Regions from separate parts of the Ovis aries genome. Here region 2 is linked to region 1. Evidence: chromatin contacts called from public Hi-C data. All regions are on one chromosome and are shown on one strand. Each heading gives the region's core, a stretch centred on a gene start, on an enhancer-like site or on the middle of the called end of the contact. The rest is flanking DNA. Distances are from core to core; before and after follow the strand shown. Region 1 holds the start of GPCPD1 (glycerophosphocholine phosphodiesterase 1). Region 2 has its middle 65 kb from the start of SHLD1.

Region 1 (7,095 bases), core at 877-3,376:
TATAATTTAAAATATGTTGAATTATTATAAGAATTTTAAGCAAGGCTGTGTAAAGTGGGGCAGCTCCAGGAGTCCCTGCTTTCCCTTTGCAGGTCCACGTTTCTCTGTTCTCAGTTTTTCAATTATCCAATGCTGCTGGCTTGTTTTAAATTTAGAAATTCCTCAATTTCTGGCCCACTGATGGTGATTTTAAAATATGTATAATTCTTCTGTGATTTCAATAGGATTTAGGGAAAGAGCATGGTTTCGATCCATCAATTTGAACTATAAACGTTAGGCTTGATTAAATGGTGATTACAGTAAAAAAAAAAAAAGATCTAGTATAAACATTTAAAAAAAGCAAACATATGAAAGAAATTCATCACTAAAGTATGACTAACAGCAGAAGAATGAAATGAACTCTAAGGTATTAGGAAATGTTAACAGCTGACTTTAGCAGATGATAGTACATAATTAAGAGGAAATCTTAATTCCTTATGAAAATTGTGATTAAAACTAGTGACAGCAAGAAACCATTGCATCCTGTATCTTGCACTAAGCAGGCACTTAGTAATTATTTATTAACTGAATAGACAACAGTCAAAAATGCTCTGGGAGCTAATCCAAGATCAAATATAAAATTCAGTCACCCGATATATAAAATTTTATTTTATTAACAAATATATCTATTTATAAAGTCTTACTTGTAAAGCTAGGAGCTGTCTAAAAGCTAGAGCGCCTCTAACCCAAATGTCTTTTCGATAGGACCATTCTAACCAATTTGCAGCTGGAGCTAGCTCTTGAGTCCTTTTTCCGTATCTTAAGATATTTTCGATATCTTACTCGATTTTTAAAATATAATTACAAATATATTATATTGCTATAGAACTATGAAATTTTCGAGTTGGAATCTCACTCGTTTTAAATGAAATCTGATAACAATTTTCTATTACAGGTAAACTAGCAGTTAACCTTGAAGGCTGGAAAGCAACAGTTTAAGTTGGCTGATTAATTTTTCCTGGAACCATCGAAGTGAAAGTGAAGTCACTCAATCTTGTCTGACTCTTCGCGATTCCATGGACTGTAGCTTATCAGGCTCCTCTGTCCATGGGATTTTACAGGCAATAGTACTGGAGTGGATTGCCATTTCCTTGTCCAGGGGATCTTCCCGACCCAGAGATCGAACCCGTGTTCCCCACATTGTGGACAGACGCTTAACCGTCTGAGCCACCAGGGAAGTCCCTCAAAGGAGCTATCAAAGGAGAGAGTAAATCTTTCTAGCTTCAAGCTTTATTTTACATAGGAATAACCTGGGTCTTGTTACATGCAATTCATGCCGATTGACGTTGTTGTTGCTGAGTCGCTAAATTGTGTCTCACTCTTTTGCAGATACCATAGACTGTAAAAATGCGAGGCTCCTCCGTCTATGAGATTTCCCAGACAATTCTGGAGTTGTCATTTCCTTCTCCAGGGGATCTTCCCAACTCAGGGATCGAACCCCTTTTCTTGCCGTCTTCTGTATCGGCAGGCAGAATTCTTTATCACTGCACCTGGGAAGCCCTTAAAAGCAATTGGAATAGGCAGGTCTGATAGGGTCTCCAGAGGGCAACTGTGATAATAACCACCAGGTGATACTTGAGTATGAATCCCGTCCTTTACATAAGGAAGGGAAAAACTCTCAACAATCTTAGGTTTGTCAATTCTTCTTAACCCTAAAGATTTGGTCCAAGTGCGCTTTTCATTTTGTAACGAAATAGTTTCCACAGAACGTTAATCTTGTTAATCCCCCCCGCTTTTCAATGGGACAAAAGACGCAATTCAGGATCTCAGCTCCACCTTCCATTCTAGTTTGTCCTAGGACGGCTTAGGGGACCAAGGTAGGTGTCTAAGAACCCAGGTCAGGCCTCTGCCGCTGGACCCAGTCAGCCGAAAAATTTTCGCCCACGCCGGAGACCCCTGGAATGCCCAGTAGCCCTCAGTCACTGATGCCTGCCCTTACCAGGACCGCGCGGGCCCGCCCCCAACGCTCGGCCATCCATTGGCATGGAGGGCGCCGGGCGTGACGTCAGGCTCCGCCTCGCCGCTTCTCAGGCCCCGCCCCTCGAGGTGGCCTGGCGGTTTGGTCTGGAGCAGCTGAAACCGGTTTGAGCGGAGCCGCTTCCTGTAGCTTGGTGCCGCTGCGGGCTGCCTGAGGGAGTGCTGGCGAGGTGCTGACGGCCGGTACCCAGCACCTGGGCCTGCGACACTGACTGTCGGGCGCGGCGTCGGTGGTGGCGCTGACCCGTGGACCCAGCAGGTGAGCTGGGAGGCCGGGCGGGCTGGGCGCTCGGTGCGGGGGCCTTGGCGGTTGCTCACGTTGCGGCCGAGCTGTCAGGGCTGCGCGGCGGGGCGGGGGGCGAGTTGTGGGCAGGATCCCTCACCCTGGACTGGCAGCCGGTCGGGGAACGGCGGCCTGGAGGTTTGCTCCTGTAAATCGGTGGGTTACACATGTTTACAGTATTTATCGTTTGCTGCGGCGATTACGCTCTGCTGCCTAATGCTTAGTTCCCGTACGAAAATTCTGTAGCGTTTTCGGTGATACCAGAATGCATAGAGCGTGAGACCACCTAAGTGTTGGAAGAACCATTTAGGGAGCGAAGAGACGTAAATGCCGCAGAACTCGCTCACCGCCACTCTCTGACTTCACCCATAAGTAATTCGTAGTGTTTTGACAACTGCTGTTTTTCTGAAATTGCTTATCCAAGTAGTCTAGGGCGTGCTTGTATAATTCAGTTATTCCAAGAAACCGAAGTGCCTTACTTTTTTAGGAAAAGGTTCCAGTAATAGACATCAGTGCCCTTGATACAATTTTAAGACAGCTGCCCCTTTTTCTAAAGCTCTACTTTTTCCAAGCTCTTCAGATTACCTTGTGGTAGAAAACCTAGTTCATCGACCCCCCTCTTTCCCACTTCCCGGGTTATAAAGGAAATCAGGCATGAATCATGAATTCAGTAACGAAGTGTGGCGATCTTTCACCATTGAGACAGCGGTCTAGTCTGATGTAACACATAGAGGAACTGGCTGGATGTTTGGGCTTGATGTTTTCTTCACACTTTTCTGTTGCCCTTCCTATTTCTGCCCAATTTCTATCCACTACTCCCCTCCCGCCCCTTCTCCGCCCCTCCTCGCGCCCCCCCCCCCCAACCCCTGCCCCATGTCTTGCTACATTTCTGACAGTTGTGACTTAGCTGAGAAATAAATACAAGCTATCAGTCATTTTCACAACGCCTAACATTCTGGGTACAAGTAAGTAACATAAGGTAAAACAAACAGGTAAAACTGCACGTGGTTCGGTCCGATCTTGGCATCACTAGCGAGAACTGATATTCTAGACAAGATGAGATTAGGAAAGTTCGACTCAAATAATGACCACAAAGGATGTTTCAGTGGCAGAGTGACTAAAATTTGATATGTACAAAGTAAGTTGATGAATCAAATCTTTGTGTATAACTTAACCAGGAAAAGTAAATGTATATGAAAATAATATCTAGATGAGATGAAAAAAAATTTGGAATGGTTTTCTGGCATTGTGTAGAAAGATGATTAACGAGTTTACTGGCTTAATGAAATCTTCAGAACTGCTTTCTTAATAAAAACCCAGCATGTCTGTGCTCAGTCTGTCTGACTCTTTGCAACCCTGTGGACTGTAGCCCACCAGGCTCCTCTGTCCATGGGATTCTCCAGGCAAGAATACTGGAGTGGCTTGCCATTTCCTTCTCCAAGGGATCTTCCCAACACAGGGATCGAACCCAGGTCTCCCGCATTGCAGGCAGACGCTTTAACCTCTGAGCCACCAGGGAAGCCCTCATGTCTATGTACACTTGATTAAAGTATTGACTCAGTATACTGGGGTTGGACTAGAGGGATCATAATGATCCTCCACCAGGATGAGCAGAAGTTAGCTCAGGAAAGTATAGGCATTTATATATTGCTTTCTAATATGCATTTAGGAGGCAAAGCTGTTGGAGCCTAGAGAATTGGAAACTGCTTTTTTCTTTGAAAAAATATTTGAAGGAAAACAGTGAAATATGTCTTTTTGGCTAGGAAAAAAATCCATTTTTGCTGAAAATTCTGTGACTTCAGTTTAGTTCTAAATTGTACCTCTGTTTGTTTAAATCTTTCTTTTGTTCCCTAAGCTGGCAAGCCAGTAAAGGAATATGTTAGAACAGTTTATTTGACAAAAAGAATAAAGTAAAACTTACTTTGCCAGGTAATATTTTTGAAGTATTTTTAAAATGTAAATTACAGTGTCATTTTGCAAGTTACTCGAGTCCTTAAAAAAGTGTTAAAATAATGTTAAATGCAACTCAAAGTCTCAGGTGAGAATGCTGTTTAATACTTCAGAAAGCAAAAAATGGAGGTTATGTTTAAAACCAAACCAAAAACATATCTCAGGACGCATGTTTTGTACTTTAGGGTATAGGTGAATTAGTTAAATTACATATACAGTCGGCTCGTGTATATAAAATGACTAGCATTTTCCATCTTATTCTTGCATGTATCTAGAAGATCTGTCCCTGTTCAAGTTGAGATTTCCTTTGCCTGTTTGGAAGAAGAGGGAATTTTGGTTGTGTAAATTTTTTGTTCCATAACAAAACAGTATTTTACTTTGGTGGTAGCAGGGTGCCAAAATGGTACACTTCAGTACTGCACCAGAATTTTGGCCTCTGTCCACCATCAAGTAAACTGCTGTAGGAGCAGCTCTGCAGGCTTTTATTTGGAATGGTCTTAAATTTGGGCAGTGAGGGGAGTGAAACTTAAACAGATTATATGACTGTTTTGGCAGTCCAAGTTGGAGATGATGCTTTGTTGACACCCAGTGAGGTTTTTTTTTGGAGGAGTGGGGTTAATTTTGTGCTTGTATATTCAGCTTTGGTATATAGTACATAATGTAAACTGCAGCTGTTTCTAGCCAAGTTACAGTAGCCACTCTTACAAGCAACCTTAATAATGAGAGGCTCAACTATAATCAGCTAATGCCCTTTTCATAAATTTAATGCAGTCGAAATTCAGATATTTTTTACTAGGTGTTGATTTTAATACATAGGAATAATTACATCTGTTTCCCTAAAATTGGTTAAAACAATTCCTTAAAATTGATCAACAAATAATCAAGTACCAATTTTTAATTATATACATGAGATTGTTCTTAGTAACTGTGGCAGTAAGCATTGGGTGAAAGTTCAGGTTATATGTTGAGATTGGTTATTCAGCAGTTTGCTGGATGATAGAACTTTTTGCTTTGTCTCCATTCAGTTAACTTAAAAAGCCTAGTTTTTTAGATAGCCTTAAGGTTTCTGCTTGATATGATTGATGTAGATAAATGTAAGAGATAAATTAAAAGTAGATTGCAGTGCTTCAATGAATCATTTATTAGGAAAGGAAATCATCCTATTCTTAGGGTTATACTCATGTTCCTATCAGATGAAGGTTATTTGAGTTCTATATGTTAAATGGCCGGTAACAATCTAGAACTAATTTTAGATTTAAAACATTTTTGTGCTCAAACTGGATGTATTAATATGTTTTAAATAGATCAGGTTTACTCTTAGACATAGAAAGTAGACTAGCATATGTGGTTTGATCAAGGACAGGTTTTTTTCCCCTCCAGTGTGGAATCTTGGGTTTTCTAACTGAATAGAGTTACTAGATAGGGATTTCTTTAGCCAAGTGATGTGAAACCACGTTGACTGATGGTCTTCCTGGTGGCTTAGATGGTAAAGAACCCGCCTGCAATGTGGGAGACCTGGATTCGATCCCTGGTTTGGGAGGATCACCTGGAGAAGGGAAGGGCTACCCACTCCTAGCCTGGAGAATTCCATGGACAGAGGAGCCTGGTGGGCTACAGTCTGGTGTCGCCAAGAGTCCAACACGACTAAGCGACTTTCACTTCACTTGATTAGTTTATTTACTATATTTACATTTTATAATTGATGGAGGTGAGATGATGCATAGTGACTCTTTGATTTTCATTGCAGCCCCCACGAGGGTTAGTTATTAGAGATTCCTCATCCTTAGCCCTCTTGATACTTGGAGCGGGATAATTATTTGTGGAGTGCTGTTCTATGCATTATATGGTGTTGAGCAGCACTCCCAGCTTTTACCACTAGATGCCAGGAGTATCACCCACAGTTGTGGCAACCAGGAATGTCTCCTGACATTGCCAAATACCCTTAGAGGACAAAATTGCTTCCAGTGGCAACTGCTGCTCTAGATCTATCTGCTTTGACTTGAAAGTGTGGTTAACTGTGGGTGTTAGTGTTCATTAAATGACCATTGCAGAGTTTTGCATGTGTTCACAGGCAGGGGAAGGGAGCATAGCAAAAATGGAAGAATGAATAGCCGAGAAAGGTACTTCAGGATTTTTTTGGAATAAAATGTGTAAATGCAAGTAAACAATATTTAAGCTGGAAAATTAATGGAAATGACATAAAGACATTGGAGTTCTTCTAGGAACATTGATGGATGGAGGGTACAAAAGTTTTCTTGGAGGTGTTTGGGATAGGTTATGTAGAATATGATGTGGCCTTTTGTGTGGAGTATGTGTTCTTTCTATATTTAAATTCTAAAAACTGTGCGAGAATTGATGTACATTAAAGTCTTTAAAAATTTCCTATCTTAAGTACTTAAAGAGATGGTGAGGTGAATAAGTTGGTTAGGCTGGGAAAAACAGCAAAGAAGTGGAAAGCAAGCTGGAGCGAAGATGTGGCTGAAAGAGTAAAGGACACTAAGAGCTTAGGGGTTTAGATTTCTGTAAAATAATGGATGTGATTCTAAGCCAGGGATGTGAGAAGCATTCTAATTGACATAAAAATGTATTGCTGGAAAGCGATTGGAAGACAAAATATAAGAGGCTTGAGTTTTTAAATAAGTTTAAACTTAGACGTGTATGTAAGATAAATTCATATCTACAGGGCTTGGTAATAGATTGCAGAATTGAGACTATGGGACTGGAGTAATGATGGCCCTATAGTTAATAAAGAGAAACTTGAAAAATGATTTGTAGGGGAATGGGTTTTTTTCTTTTTAAAGCCATCAGATCATTTAGAAGCAGATTCTCAAACTTGTTACGAAACA
Region 2 (6,671 bases), core at 3,016-5,515, 71 kb before region 1:
TTTTGTGGTAAATGTTTCACCGTACATTTAGGTCAATAATTATGCTGTGCATCTTAAACTTCCACAGTGCTGAGTGTCAATTATATCTCAATAAAACTGAGCGGGGTGGGGGATGAAAATGTTACGTTTTGAGGGGCCACAATTTTACCCTCTACGTTCAAAGAAAATATCTTTATGTGGTAGAATTATGAGTAACTTACATTTTTTTCTCTTTAATTTTCTATACTTTTCAAAATTTTATAAAGGTCATGTTTTATCTTTTTAGCCAGAGAGGGAAAAAAAGGGAATTTCTTAAAAACAATTTTTAATTATCCAATCAGTCTCTCTAACACTTAATCTTAAAAAAGATCCTCCTTTAGACTGATTGACCTCCTTCCTGTTAACCTGTGGCCAAAAGGTCACTTAGTGGCTGCTAGGGCCACTAATTCCTGGAATAACTCTACACCTAGATCTTGTCTTAAAGTGGAAACTCCCAGAAGCTGACTCTGAGTCAGGACTTAGTAGTGGTTTATGTGGGAGGTGATCCCAAGAAATCTTAGTGGGACAGAAGGTAGCCTGCCCAGGTCTTTATCAAGTGGGCTACCAGAGGGGCCTTTGGAAGCTTGGGCAAAACACAACCTGGAGTGTCCCACTGCAGGGAGAGGGAACTGACCTGTTAGCCAGACATCAAGGGCCACTCCCAAACCGATGGGCAGTTCCTGAGCACTCTGGACTATCACGTGAGCCCTGGCAGCAGAGGAAGCCCCAGGCCCCGCCCCCAAATGAGTCAGTGAGGGCATGCTGGTGGGCAACAGCTTCTGGCACAGGTATAGTAGGAAAGAAATGAAATTGTGCACTTTGATCCCTAACTACCAAAACCACAGCCTGAACTAACACCATCACAGGGCACTAAAGTCAGCATCTTTGGAAACCTGATTTCAGGTAACACATCATCTCCAAGAAATTATTTGTGGGAGTCCGCACATTAATTCATGTCATTTAATAACATGTCAGAATTCTTTGAAAGTGATAAAACCCAATTCTGATTTGTATAGACACTAAAGTGGGGGTGAGACCAGTCAGAATGTCTGTGATCCAAAAATCTGCAAGCAATAAATGCTGGAGAGGGTGTGGAGAAAAGGGAACCCTCCTACACTGTTGGTGGGAATGCAAACTAGTACAGCCACTTTGGAGAACAGTGTGGAGATTCCTTAAAAAATTGCAAATAGAACTGCCTTATGACCCAGCACTCCCACTGCTGGGCATACACACCGAGGAAACCAGAATTGAAAGAGACGCATGTACCCCAATGTTCATCACAGCACTGTTTATAATAGCCAGGACATGGAAACAACCTAGATGTCCATCAGCAGATGAATGGATAAGAAAGCTGTGGTACATATACACAATGGAGTATTACTCAGACGTTAAAAAGAATTCATTTGAATCAGTTCTGATGAGATGGATGAAACTGGAGCCGATTATACAGAGTGAAGTAAGCCAGAAAGAAAAACACCAATACAGTATACTAACACATATATATGGAATTTAGAAAGATGGCAATGACGACCCTGTATGCAAGACAGGAAAAAAGACACAGATGTGTATAACGGACTTTTGGACTCAGACGGAGAGGGAGAGGGTGGGATGATTTGGGAGAATGGCATTGTAACATGTACACTATCATGTAAGAATCGAATCGCCAGTCTATGTCCGACGCAGGATACAGCATGCTTGGGGCTGGTGCACGGTGATGACCCAGAGAGATGTTATGGGGAGGGAGGTGGGAGGGGGGTTCATGTTTGGGAACGCATGTACACCCATGGTGGATTCATGTCAATGTATGGCAAAACCAATACAGTATTGTAAAGTAAAATAAAGTAAAAATTAAAATTAAAAAAAAATAAAGTGGGGGTGAGAGATATTATTTTTTGTAATTCATCAACACAGAGTGAACAGTAGTGTCCTCTGTGATAACTGTCTTGTCCTGACTTTAATGTCACTGCTGGAGATTATAAGGTACAGGAATGTAAAGAGTGCTCTTCAGCAGGGAGATGCAAATTATAATAACAATGAACTCTGATTTCTGAGCCTTTAGATTGGCAAAATTTTCAAGTCTGAAAATATCAACTGTGGTGAGAGTGGAAAATCAACAACAGGGCTGTTACACTTTGCCAATGGGAGTGAAAATTGGAATAATTGCAACAGGAAGCAATTTTGCAGTACTTAATAAATTAACGTGTGCATAATGTCAACTCAACAGATTCCTACTCAGTTATATGTATGACCAAGCAAGGTTTTTGCACATATGGGTCAGGCCACGTGAACTAGAGGGAAATAATAGAATGGGAAAGACTACAGATCTCTTCAAGAAAGTTAGAGATACCAAGGGTATATTTCATGCAAAGATGAGCACAATAAAGGACAGAAACAGCAAGGACCTAACAGAAGCAGAAGAAATTAAGAAGGTGGCAAGAATACAGAAAAACTACACAAAAAAAGGTCTTAATGACCTGGATAACTACAATAGTGTGGCCATTCACCTAGAGCCAGACATCCTGGAGTGTGAAGTCATCCTGGGCCTTAGGAAGCATTACTACAATCAAAGCTAGTGGAGGTGATGGAATTCCAGCTGAGTTATTTCAAATCCTATTTCAAATGATGCTGTGAAAGTGCTACACTTAATATGCCAGCAAATTTGGAAAACTCAGCAATGGCCACAGGGCTGGAAAATGTCAGTTTTCATTCGAATCCCAAAGAAAGGCATTGCCAAAGAACGTTCAAACGGTACTGTGCTCATTTCATATGCTATCAGGGTAATGCTCAAAATTCTTTAAGCTAGGCTTCAACAATACATGAACCAAGAACTTCCAGATGTACAAGCTGGATTTAGAAAAGGTAGAAGAACCAGAGGTTAAATTGTCAACATCTGCTGGGTCATACAAAAAGCAAGGGAATTCCAGAAAAACATCAACTCCTGCTTCAATGACTATGTTAAAGCCTTTGGCTGTGCGGATAACAAGAAACTATGGAAAATTCTTAAACAGATGGGAATATGAGACCACTTCATTTGTCTCCTGTGAAGCAACAGTTAGAACCTTACATGGAACAATGGACTGACTCAAAATTGGAAAAGGTTATATATTGTTACCCTGCTTCAGTTCAGTTCAGTCGCTCAGTCGTGTCCGACTCTTTGCGACCCCATGAATTTCAGCACACCAGGCCTCCCTGTCCATCACCATCTCCAGGAGTTCACTCAGACTCATGTCCATCAAGTCCGTGATGCCATCCAGCCATCTCATCCTCGGTCGTCCCCTTCTCCTCCTGCCCCCAATCCCTCACAGCATTTTACGTCTATACAGTGTACATCATGCAAAATGCTGGGCTGGATGAATCCCAGGCTGGAAACAAGATTACCAGGAGAAATATCAATAGCCTCAGATATGCAGATGATACCACTTTAATGGCAGAATGCAAAGAGGATCTAAAGAGCCTCTTGATGAGTGTTGAAAGAGGAGAGTGAAAAAAGCTGGCTTGATACCCAACATTCAAAACATGAAGATCATGGTATCCCAAGATCGTCCCGTCACTTCATGGCAAATAGATGGGGAAAAAGTGGAAACAATGACAGACCATTTTCTTGGGCTCCAAAATCACTGTAGACAGTGACTGTAGCCATGAAATTAAAAGACACTTGCTCCTTGGAAAAAAAGCTATGACAAGCCTAGATAGCATATTAAAAAGAAGAGACATCACTTTGCCAACAAAGATCCATAGAGTCAAAGCTATGGTTTTTCCAGTAGTCATGTACGGATGTGAGAGTTGGACCATAAAGAAGGCTGAGCTCCAAAGAGTTGATGCCTTCAAATTCTGGTGCTGTTGCAGGAAGGGGGACTCCTTCCAGGGCTCTTGTCTAACACTCAGAAATGAATTGTCCAAGGAGACACATATGCTGACAAAGCAAGAGATTTTATTGGGCAAGTGTGCCCAAAGAGAGAGCAGTAGGGTAAGAGAGCCCAGAAGAACTGCTCTGCCACATTGCTCCCAGTCTCAGGTTTTATGGTGATGGGATTCGTTTCCAGGCTGTCTTTAGCCAATCATTCTGACTCAGAGTCCTTCCTGGTGGTGCATGCCTTGTTCAACCAAGATGGATGCCAGCGAGAAGGATTCTGGGAGGTGGTTGGACACATGGTGTCACCTTTTGACTTTTTCTGAACTCTTCTGGTTGGTAGTTATTAGTTCCTCATTCCTTATCAAGACTTCCTGTGGTAAAACAACTCATGCAAATGGTTGCTATGGTGCCTGGCCAGGGTAGGTGGTTTCAGTCAGTGTGCTTCCCCTAACAGTGCTGGAGAAGACTCTTGAGAGTCCCTTGGACAGCAAGGAGATCAAACCAGTCAATTCTAAAGGAAATCAACCCTGAATACTCACTGAAAGGATGATGCTGAAACTGAAGCTCCAATTCTTTGGCCACCTGATGCAAATAGCCGACTCATTGTAAAAGACCCTAATGCTGGAAAGTATTCAGGGTAGGATGAGAAGGCGGCGACTGAGGATGAGATGGTTGGATGGCATCATCGACTCAATGGACAAGAGTTTGAGCAAACTCCAAGAGATAGTGAAGGACAGGGATGCTTTCAGTACTGGCATGCTAAGGTCTATGGAATTGCAAAGAGTCAAACAGATCTTAGCAACTGAACAACAGCAATGTGTTTATAAACCTTTTCACTATAAACTTACTTGTGATAGTGAAGTGATAGACTACTGCCGGGCAACTACAGTAGTAGTTGAATTGCGGGGCAATTCAAATCAATGTTTGAATTAGAGCTCCTTTTTTTTTTTTTTCAGGAAAAATATAATGGTGAGGGACTTCCCTGCTGATCCTGTGACTAAGACTCCACGCTCCCAGTGCACTCCTAAGACTTTTCATGTCAAAATGAAGGTGGAAGATTCTGTGTGCTGCAACTAAGACTTGCCAGAGTAAAATAAGTAACTAAATTAATGATATGCATATTCCATAGACAGAATGCAGTCCATCTCAAAATGTGACAGTGACCCCCAAGTATGGCATGATTACTTTTTATGGGCTGAGTAATTGCATATACTAATGAGTGAGATGACTATTTCAACTATTTAGGGTGGGGCATGGATTTCTAGGAATTGAGCCACATTTTGGCCTTTTACGATTGGCCTCAGAACTGTCATGGCACAGTTGAGTGTGTCATTTAGCTAACAGATTATAATGAGCATAGAATGAGGCTCAAGGTCTACTGGAAGTCTAATCTTCTGCCATCTTGGGCCTAATCTGCTCTAACCAGCTTTCATTGTATCCTGTGTTTGTCAAAGGCTGTGTCATCCTTTTGATGTTATGCTCTGCCCCCTTTCCTCCTATCTCAGCCGTATTTACACTTTTAAAAAAAATGAATTTTAAGAAATCACATCAGAAACTATTGTGTAAAAATATTTAATTCAGTATTTTAGAAAGACTTCTAAAAACATTTTATTTTACTAATAAGCTTTAGAGAGTGAAATGCTTCATCATTCAGGATGACACAAGAGTGTCACATGAGTCCCAAGGCACAGTGCATCTGATGGAAAGTTCTCTTTCATCCTGGACCCTCTCTTCACCAGCATTTCTTCCAAAAACACAAGATAAATTCTGCACCACTGGATGAGGCCACTCCACCTTTTTTGTCTGGAAGTTGTGAGAAAGTGCAGAGGTGCAAATTTAAGATGCTGAAATGGAACAGGACACTGTGGGGTCCTCTCAGCTACAGAGCCTTTCCATATCCCTGGTTTCTAGGACTAGGAGATAGTCTTCTTTCAGCCTCTTTGACCTTCCCTGAGTTCCAAAGGGCAGATTCAAATAGCCATTTATCAGGGAAGGGAAGGAATATGGAAACAAGGAGCAGCAGTCAAGAAACAATACTTCAGAGATAAAGCAGGGTCCTGCTTCCTCCTCAACAAATATACATAACGATATTTTTGAGTTCTTCTGCAGGAACTAAGACCCCACCCCATGTACAGGATGATAACTTCAGGCTGAGCACAAGATTCCTGGAGCACCAGCATGTTACCTCACTTCCAATCAATCAGAAGAAAGTCACACACTCTGTTCATCCCCAATTTTGCCTTAAAAACTTATCCCAATACCTTTGAGGTGTCCAGGGATTTTGAGTATGAGCCATTGTTCTCCTAGCTTGGCCCTGCAATAAACCTTGCTCTGCTCCAAACTCTGATGTTTTGGCTTGTTTGACTTCACTGTGTCTGGTAACAATATCTGATGAAAGTTATGCAAAATTGGCCCCCAGCCAAGTCTAGAGGGCATCATGGTTGTTAACAGAACAGATCACTTGAATCTTCCTGTTTCTACAAGGTATTGTTAACCAAGGCCTCGGCACATTTGTTTTCATATTGCTAAGGAAGTTACTTATAAAGCCCTAATAGACACAAAATAGTATTGAAAATTGCACAATTGCTTGACTTCTCTGAGTAAAACATTTGTAAGTCTGTATCTTAGAGCTCAGAGTCAAAGCCTTTATTACCTTGCTTTAGGTACAGCTGTGTGTGTGTGTTCATGTGCAAGGCTGTGGCTTTAAGATTTTAAGATATTTTAATTGATTTTTATGGTATTTTCAAAGTTACATTTATTGTTGTGAAAAAATAATCAATACAAAGTGTAGAGTTGACAG

Evidence for each region. Hi-C and Micro-C count contacts between places; a contact is called where the count stands out from the background.
Region 2: a Hi-C map of blood shows a contact between it and region 1, with 2.4 times the contacts expected there. The contact joins the enhancer-like site here to the promoter of GPCPD1 in region 1. A contact is called at or near these places in 4 of 16 Hi-C or Micro-C datasets (blood and skin fibroblasts).

The regions. Positions count from the first base shown.
Region 1 is chr13:47,462,649-47,469,743 of ARS-UI_Ramb_v3.0, reverse strand. GPCPD1 (glycerophosphocholine phosphodiesterase 1) reads left to right here and starts at 2,126. Exons shown (of 19, transcript XM_012188684.5): 1 at 2,126-2,275.
Region 2 is chr13:47,536,500-47,543,170 of ARS-UI_Ramb_v3.0, reverse strand. No RefSeq gene overlaps it. Among named protein-coding and RNA genes, the nearest start is that of SHLD1, 65 kb to the left of the region's middle. Within about 2 kb of position 4,265, at least 2 of the 54 cell types and tissues checked have an H3K27ac peak or open chromatin away from gene starts, as enhancers often do.